2 separate regions of the Sus scrofa genome follow, and region 1 is linked to region 2. A link is a contact called in public Hi-C data. All regions are on one chromosome and are shown on one strand. The core of a region is the stretch at or near the end of the contact, and the rest is flanking DNA. Distances in the headings are between cores, read along the strand shown.

Region 1 (4,173 bases), core at 314-2,813, 190 kb after region 2:
AAAAACAGCAGTCAGCACACCACCTCTCTCCATTTTCCCAAGAGGAGGCAGTACTAAGGTTATACCCTAAATCACCTGTCTTCCACTTATATTAACTTCTTTTCAAAGAAGGGTACAGACTGCCTGGGAATTTGCATAAGAAAGAAAATATCAAAGTAATCAAATGCAGACCAACCTGTACTTGCAAAACACACATGCCCCCTGCTCAAAACTTCCAAAAAATGGACAAGGTCACCATTTCGTGGGGTCAGTGAAAGTATCATGCAGCTGACACCTGAGTGATGATGAAGAAGAGGTTTTAGGAGTTCCCGTCGTGGCTCAGTGGTTAACAAATCCAACTAAGAACCATGAGGTTGCGGGTTCGGTCCCTGGCCTGGCCCAGTGGGTTGGGGATCTGGCGTTACTATGAGCTGTGGTGTAGTTTGCAGACGAGGCTCGGACCCGGTGTTGCTGTGGCTCTGGCGTAGGCCGGCGCCTACAGCTCCATTAGACCCCTAGCCTGGGAACCTCCATATGCCGTGGAAGCGGCCCAAAAAATAGCAAAAAGACAAAAAAAAAAAACAAGATGTTTTACCTGGGTCTGTGCTTGTTAACCCAAACAAGACGTTATCACCATTTTGCAATTTTCCTGATGGAGAAATAAGGAAAGGCAGAGTACAGACCCCAAGTCACAGTGAGTGTGGAGCAAGTGCCAAGGGCCACCGAATTCTGGCTTGTTCGGGATCAGTGGGAGGAAGGGAGCAAATGAATGAAACCCAAACATAACTGAGTCCTGGCTTTGCCTCTGTAAGGGCGCCTGGAACAAAGGTTCTGTGTCTAGTGCCGAGCATAGGGCCTGGCACAATACAGGGTATCAGTAAATGTTTGTGAAATCAGTGAACAGCAATTCATGTGCACGTCCCCAAAGCAACATCACGTGAGTTTACGCTTTTCAACGCTGTGAAACGGGCACTATTCAACCCCACCATATTATAGATGCAGAAACCGAAGGTTAGGAATCCAGTGACCCAGTCAAATCTGCAAAGAGGGACCACTGTCCTAACTGGACCACGGCCGCAGGTCACTTAAAGCCCAGCCACGCCCACTCCACATGCACTCCAGCTGCTTACACGACGCTCCCTCGTCGACCCTCAGTCACGCCAGGCTGGGGACGGGGCACAGCAGCGACCGCCCGGCCTTCCCCCAGCTCCACATAACTACCCGCCACACCAGGCCCAGCCCGCGGACCCCGCCCCGCCACCGCCCCCAGTCCCTGACCTTTTTGTCCCAGATTTGCAGGGGCTTGCTGCCAATGCTGTAGAGAATGGAGAGGAAGCCGCTCTGGAACGTGTTTTTGAACATATCGCCGGCGGCCTTCTCCTCAGCCGCGCGGAAGCTGACCTAAATGGCTTCACTTAGTGGCGAAGGCAAAAAAGGGGGCCGGCTCTGGCCCAAAGAAAGTACCCTGCGCTCCTGACCTCCCAATTGGTAGCCGCAGACAGCAGGACTTAGACGCGGGACGCTACATCCGCGAGGCTCACTAGCAGAAGAACGAAGCCGCCTCAGCACCGACACCACAGCAACTGCCGCCTGCGCCTCTCTCCCTTCCTTAAATAGAGGCGGTGGGCCGCCCGCCGCCAGAGGTGGATCCCTCCGCCAGCTTGAGCTCGCCCCCGAGAGAGCGGGGCCCAATCCTGCCACAGGGATCACGGACTTCCTGTTTCTTCCGCTCTTAAGCCCCGCCCTAGTTCCGCCGTCTGGAAAAAAGAACCTCGTTGCCAAGGGACTATTTTCCCATCGTTGTCTCAGAGCGGCTTCTAGAAAGCGGAAGGAGACACAAGGTTATAGAATGAGTTGTTAGCATCTGCCCAGTGTCATGGGAACCTGGAGGGGGTGGAGTCAGAGGCGTGAAGTCCAGGCCCCGCCCCCTTAGGGGACAGTAGGAGTTACTAGCGCGAAAGAAAAGTGGGGAAAGGCACGGGTGGCTTGGATGTAAGGAAGTGCTTGCCTGGTTTCCTGCAAATAACAAATAATGCTCTTTGGCATTATTTGATAAGGTTAAAGCAGCTAACCAGTACATGCGCACTAACTACATTAAATGTCTTAAAGGCATCATTGCTTTAATTATTAACAGGATCACTATGAATACACCAGATATCTTAACTTGTGGTATGTGGTCAAAGCAATACTTCAAGGAAAATTTATCACCTTAAATGCATGATTAGAAAACAAGGTCTGAACATTAAGATAAAAGCAGAAATTAATGCAATTAAAATACATTTGAATAGGTTGAATTAGCAGCAGGGTTTTAATCAATTAGTTCTTAGAACATTTTTTTTTTCCTTTTGGTCTTTTTAGGGCCGCACCTGCAGCATATGGAGGTCCCCAGGCTAGAGGTCTAATCAGAGCTACAGCTGCCAGCCTACACCACAGCCACAGCAACGCAGGATCCGAGCCTGTCTGAGACCTACACCATAGCTCACAGCAATGCTGGATCTTGACCCGCTGAGCAAGGCCAGGGATCAAACCCCCAACCTCATGTTTCCTAGTCAGATTCATTTCTGCTGCACCACGATGGGAACTCCAACATTGTTTAATTTTTAAAAATATTTATTTTTATGCCTCACCTGTGGCATAAGGAAGTGGGTCAAATCGGAGCTGCAGCTGCAGGCCTTTGCTATAGCCACAGCAACACTGGATCTCAGCCACATCTGCAACTTGTAATGCCAGGTCCTTAACACACTGAGCAAGGCCAGGGATCCAACCCGCATCCTTTTGGAGACTACATTGGGTTCTCAACCCACTGAGCCACAATGGGAACTCCAGAATGTTTTTTTAAAAAGCATAAAATAAGCTATGCTATTTCAAGTGTGGAAGAAATCCCGGGTGTTGGAAACCAATCACTCATTGAGCATTTGCTTGGATATCATACTCTTGCTCAGGCCTGTGCTGGTTTTATGTGGCTGACAGAAAAGTAGTTTGCAGCTAACTTTATCACTGTAACAACTAATAAGAGCTAAGATCAATTGAGCATTTATTACATGTCAGGCACTATACTAAGTGCTTTAGCCTTTATTAAATCGTTTAATCCTTGTGGCAATGACATGAACAATCCAACCAGAATTTCCAGATATAGAGGGGAAAATATAATCTGACTGCAGTAGAAAGTCAAAACTTTTTTTGTATGAAGCTGTTATTTTTGGATCATTTACCATAGGTTTCAGTAATCCCACTCCTTTGTATTTACTCAAAGGAGTTGAGAACTTATGCCCACACAAAACTTGTACACAGATGTTTATTACAGGCTTATTTGCAATTGCCAAAACGTGTACGCAACAAAGATGTCCCTCAAAAGATGCACAGATAAATAAACTGGTACACCCAGACATTGGAATGTTATTTAGTAAAAATAAATGAGCTACTAAGCCATGAAATGATGAGGACAACTTAAAACGCAAATTACTAAGTGAAAGAAGTCAATAACACTGCATACTCTATGATTTCTACTATATGAATTCTGGAAAAGGCATGGGGTCAGTAAAAAGATTAGTGCTTGCCAAGGGTGAGGAGGTGAGAAAAAATGAATAGGTAGAGCACAGAGGATTTTAGGACATTTGTCCTAACTGATAGAATATACACACAAAGAGCGAACCCTAATATAAACAATGGACTTTATGTAATTATTATGCATCAATGTAGGTCATTATAAGACATGTACCTCTCTAGTCGGGGATGTGGATAATGGGTGAGGCCTTGCATGTGTGGGGGTAGGGATTATAGGAAATGCGTACTTTCCCCTCAATTTTTCTCTGAATCTAAAATTGCTCCCAAAAAATAAGGTCTTACTTTAAAAAAAAAAACCCCAAACTTAGAAATATCTTTAAGAACTTGAGGTAGTCAAGAATTTCTTAAATAGGACACAAAGTGTACTAACATAAAAGAAAATAGAGATAAATTGGACATCATTATAATTTTAAAAGTCTATTAATTAAAAGGCAACTCTAGAGAAGTTCCCTTGTGATGCATCGGGTTAAGGATCCAGTGTTGCCGCAGCTGTGGCGTGGGTCTGACCCCTGGCCTGGGAAATCCTGCATGCCTCGGGAATGGCCAAAAAGTGGCGGGGGGGGGGGAGGCAACCATTAGGAAAGTGAAAAAGCATACCACAATCTGGAAGAAAGTGTTTGCAATACATGT
Region 2 (4,102 bases), core at 953-3,452:
CCTCCAGCCACTCGGGCCTGCTCCCAGCTTCTCGAACCAATACCTGGCAGCTCCTCATGCGTCTTCATGCTGTCCCCTCCCCCGGGGATACTCTGCCCCTTCTCTCCACCTACCAAGGCCACGATCAAACTTAAGTTTTCAGAACTGAGCTGCCCACGCCCCCTCCCCACCCCTTCACAGCTCTGGGCAGTTAAGACTCTGTAGCCACGCTGCCTGGGTTCAAATCCCAGCAAAGGTACGACCTGTGCAGCCTGAGGGAGTCACTTCACATCTGTTACTTCATCGAGGAAATGGGGAAGATGACGGTGTCTGTCCCTGTGATTGTTGGGAGATTAAGTTACTGTTAAGGGCTTAGAACAAGGCCGATCTGCCGTGTTTCTCCTATGCCTGCTGCTCTTGGTTTGTTTTGTTTTGTTTTGCCTTTTAGGGCTGCATCTGCGGCATTCGGAAGGCCTTGGCTGAGAGTGGAATTGAAACTGCAGCTGCCAGCCTACACCACAGCCACAGCAACACCAGATTCCCAGATCCGAGTTGCGTCTGTGACCTACACCACAGCTCACAGCAACGCTGGATCCTTAACCCACTGAGCGAGGCCAGGGATCGAACCTGCATCCTCATGGATCTAGTCAGGTTCGATACCGCTGAGCCACGACAGCAACTCCTGCTGCTATTGTTATTATCGTCATCAACATTTGAGCACGGCCCACAATGTGCGACAGCTTTCTGGATTGGCAAGTAGATTTCACGTCGTTGGCCAGCTCCTCCACAGCCAGCGATGCCCAGGGAGCTGTGCTGGGCAGTATTCTCTGGCCTCCTTCCCACTCGGCTATGCCCACAGGGTGGAGGAGTGGACGCGCATGTGCGTGGAACTGCCCAACTCCGCTAGACTCTGGGATGCTGGAAGGATCTTTCCAGTGTGTCTTATTCACATCTGTGCCCCTCGGCCTGGCATGTGGCAGGTGCTCAGGAAATGTTAGATTAGCGAGGACCAGGAGACATGGACTTCGCCTTATCATGACAGTGATTCCCCGGGAGCAAGGTGGCCTGGGCAACGAGGTGGCGGTGGGGCTCCTTTCCAGGAGGCTTAGTACCGTGAATTATTAAGACCCGGGAGCAAGACTACGGCTCACCTGTTTCCTACGCCGTCGTAAACCCAGTGAGTGGAGCCCAGGCCCTGATAGGCCGACGCCCAATAGTACAGACATGAGTTCACATGTAAACTGTAGAGCAGGTAGGCTGTGGTCCTGATAACCCTGCAGAAGAAGGCAAGGCATGAACACAGCAGCAGAGAGGGAGGCGGTGACATCTCACCCCAGGGTCAGACTGCAGGGAACAGGCCACCTCCCCCCATACCCACCTCAGAGACCCCCCTGTGGAGCCTTACAGCCCTGCCCACCTGCCTGGTGGGATGGACACTTGCCAATGGAAACCAGCCAGTGGCTGGATTGGGCCAACTGCTGCTGTCTCCCTTTTTTTTTTTTTTTTTTTTTTTTTTTTTTTTTTGTCTTTTTGCCTTTTCTAGGGCCGCTCCCACGGCATATGGAGATTCCCTGGCTAGGGGTCTAATCCGAGCTGTAGCCACTACCTTCACCAGAGCCACAGCAACGCAGGATCCGAGCCGAGTCTGCGACCTACACCACAGCTCATGGCAATGCGGATCCTTAACCCACTGAGCAAGACCAGGGATTGAACCAGCGACCTCATGGTTCCTAGTCAGATTCGTTAACCACTGAGCCACAACAGGAACTCCGAAATGCTGCTCTCTTGAGACGCTGTTGGTTAGGAGTGGTGATGCTTGAACAGAAAGTTGTCAAAGGCTGGGGGCTGGAATTGGCCCAGAGCTACACGTGCAGACACTTCTGGGGAATTGGGGGCTGGGGGTGGGGGTGAGGGGCGCATCCATGCAGAGGGACAAAGAAGGGAGAGATGCATGCAGAGAAGCGCTGCTCCATGAGAGATGTCGAGAGGAGCCCTGTCCGCGATCCTGGCCTGGCTGGTCTAGACTGGCCATTAGCAAGACAGCCCACCGTGTCCTTAGAGCTGCTCCCCCTGTGCTTGAGTGGCCTGGTGTTGAGGGGGGGACAGTTCCCTGAGCCAAGATCAAACTGAGGCCCAGCTCCCTGGAAACACAGGGCTGCTGTGCATGTCAGCCTATGTGCGCCCTCCTCACAATTGGGGGAAACAGGACATTCCTGGTTCTCAAAAAAAACACAAACATCCCTTTGCAGAAGGGCCAGGAAGAGGCTGGGCTTCCGGTGGGCGGCAGTGGTGAGGGGGCCACGGGGCCAAGAGAGGTGAAAGGGGAAGTGACGGGGGTAGAGAATGTGTGGCTCCGTTCTTGCTGCAAATTCCCCAGGGCGTGTGCATGTGTGTGTGCGCGTGTGCAAGGATCTCACCTGTAAACATAGGCTTTGCTGAGGATGGATTCCAGGCGGTTGTTGAACTCGAAGAAGGCCAGGTACTGAGAGGAAGAAGAAGGCGTCAGGGCCGCCCGCTGTCAGTGGAGCATGGGCAGCCCTCACCTCCCAGCCCACTTCCACAGCTGCCAGGACTGAGCCTTCTCTCTGCAGATCCCTGCAGGAGGGGCTTAGAGAACAAACGTTCAAAATGGGAGGTCCCCAGCTGGGGACCCTGGCCCCTCTTCCCTGGAAATGGCATATAATCATGTGCTCACAGTTTGCATATAACTTCAGGGGATTCCTAGATCTTCCCAATCCATTTTTTTCTCCTCTTTTGGCTGCACTGGTGACAGGAGGAAGTTCCCAGGCCAGGGATGGAATGCACACTGCAGCAGTGACAACAGGTCTTTAACCCACTGTGCCACCAGGGAACTCCCTAGGCCCTCTGAATCCTATCATGAAACTTTAAGGTACATGCCCAGGTTAAGGACCTTGTTTTCAATGTTTACTTATAATGATAATGATTATATAAAGAAACAACATCCCTAATGCCCCTCACTGATCTCCTTCAAAGGCTCATTTATAATATTTTACTTGTAATAAAAGTATAAGAGGAGTTCCCATTGTGGCTCAGAGGAAACAAATCCGACTAGCATCCATGAGGATACAGGTTTGATCCCTAGCCTTGCTCAGTGGCTTAAGGACCCGGTGTTGACATGAGCTGTGGTGCAGGTTATGGACGCGGCTTGGATCCTGCGTTACTGTGGCCGTGGCTGGCACCTACAGCTCTGTTGGACCCCTAGCCTGGGACCCTCCATATGCTGCAGCTTCAGCCCTAAAAAGACAAAAAATATATTTTTTTTAAAGTATGAGAATAACTGCTCTTTACTGAGCCCCTTGGATCCAGCACTTTATACACATTACCTTGGTTCTTTTTTACATGTGAGTTATGTATTATCGTTCTCCTTTTACAGAGAGGAAACTGGCACTCAGGGACACACAGCCAGTAAGTGACAGAGTCAAGCTTTGAACCCCGATCAGACTCAAAACTGCAAGCTCTTTCCAGAGTTCTTGTCATGGCTCAGTGGTTAACAAATCCGACTAGGAACCATGAGGTTGCGGGTTCGATCCCTGGCCTTGCTCAGTGGGTTAAGGATCCGGCATTGCCGTGAGCTGTGATGTAGGTTACAGACGTGGCTCGGATCCTGTGTTGCTGTGGCTGTGGTGTAGGCCAGAGGCTACAGCTCCGATTGGATCCCTAGCCTGGGAACCTCCATATGCCATGGGTGTTACCCTAAAAAGACAAAAAAATAAAAACAAAACAAAAACCCTGCAAGCTCTTTTCATGTCATCACACTTCCCTCTAGGTCTCTGTACACATGTTTGACTCTTGAAAATAACATTGATGGAGATTCCCTGCGGGCCGTGCTCACTGTCATCCAAGCGTTCATTCTAATTTCCATCTGGAGTTTGCACTGGATGAAGAAAGGCCTTGGACTTGAACCCTCACCTTGGAGGCAAAGACTTACATCCTTGGAGCCCTGCTAAATGTCAGGTGAATGAGTTACATTTGCTGTCACCATATGAACCAAGCTATGGATCCCACCTGGGCTGTGGGCTGTGGGCTGTGGATCCAACCCTCCGCACTCTGATGTTTGGCTCTAAAGCAACCAAACAGCCCCAGGAGGCTGGCATGTATCAGA

The links. A called contact is a pair of places that touch in the nucleus more often than the background predicts.
Region 1: a contact with region 2 is called in a Hi-C map of skeletal muscle, with 4 times the contacts expected there. The contact joins the promoter of CFAP20 here to the enhancer-like site in region 2. A contact is called at or near these places in 1 of 5 promoter capture datasets (liver), 24 of 47 Hi-C or Micro-C datasets (alveolar macrophages, brain, embryonic fibroblasts and 15 more) and 2 of 2 datasets of contacts at active chromatin or transcription factors (alveolar macrophages and skeletal muscle).

What each region holds. Positions count from the first base shown.
Region 1 is chr6:19,967,784-19,971,956 of Sscrofa11.1, forward strand. CFAP20 (cilia and flagella associated protein 20) reads right to left here and starts at 1,564. Exons shown (of 6, transcript NM_001244786.1): 1 at 1,258-1,564. The coding sequence starts at 1,341.
Region 2 is chr6:19,780,724-19,784,825 of Sscrofa11.1, forward strand. CNGB1 (cyclic nucleotide-gated cation channel beta-1) reads right to left here. Exons shown (of 37, transcript XM_021097533.1): 26 at 2,397-2,461; 27 at 1,131-1,253. Among named protein-coding and RNA genes, the nearest start is that of TEPP, 50 kb to the right of the region's middle. Within about 2 kb of position 2,203, at least 11 of the 83 cell types and tissues checked have an H3K27ac peak or open chromatin away from gene starts, as enhancers often do. A contact at or near this core is called in skeletal muscle and subcutaneous adipose tissue, where this site is marked.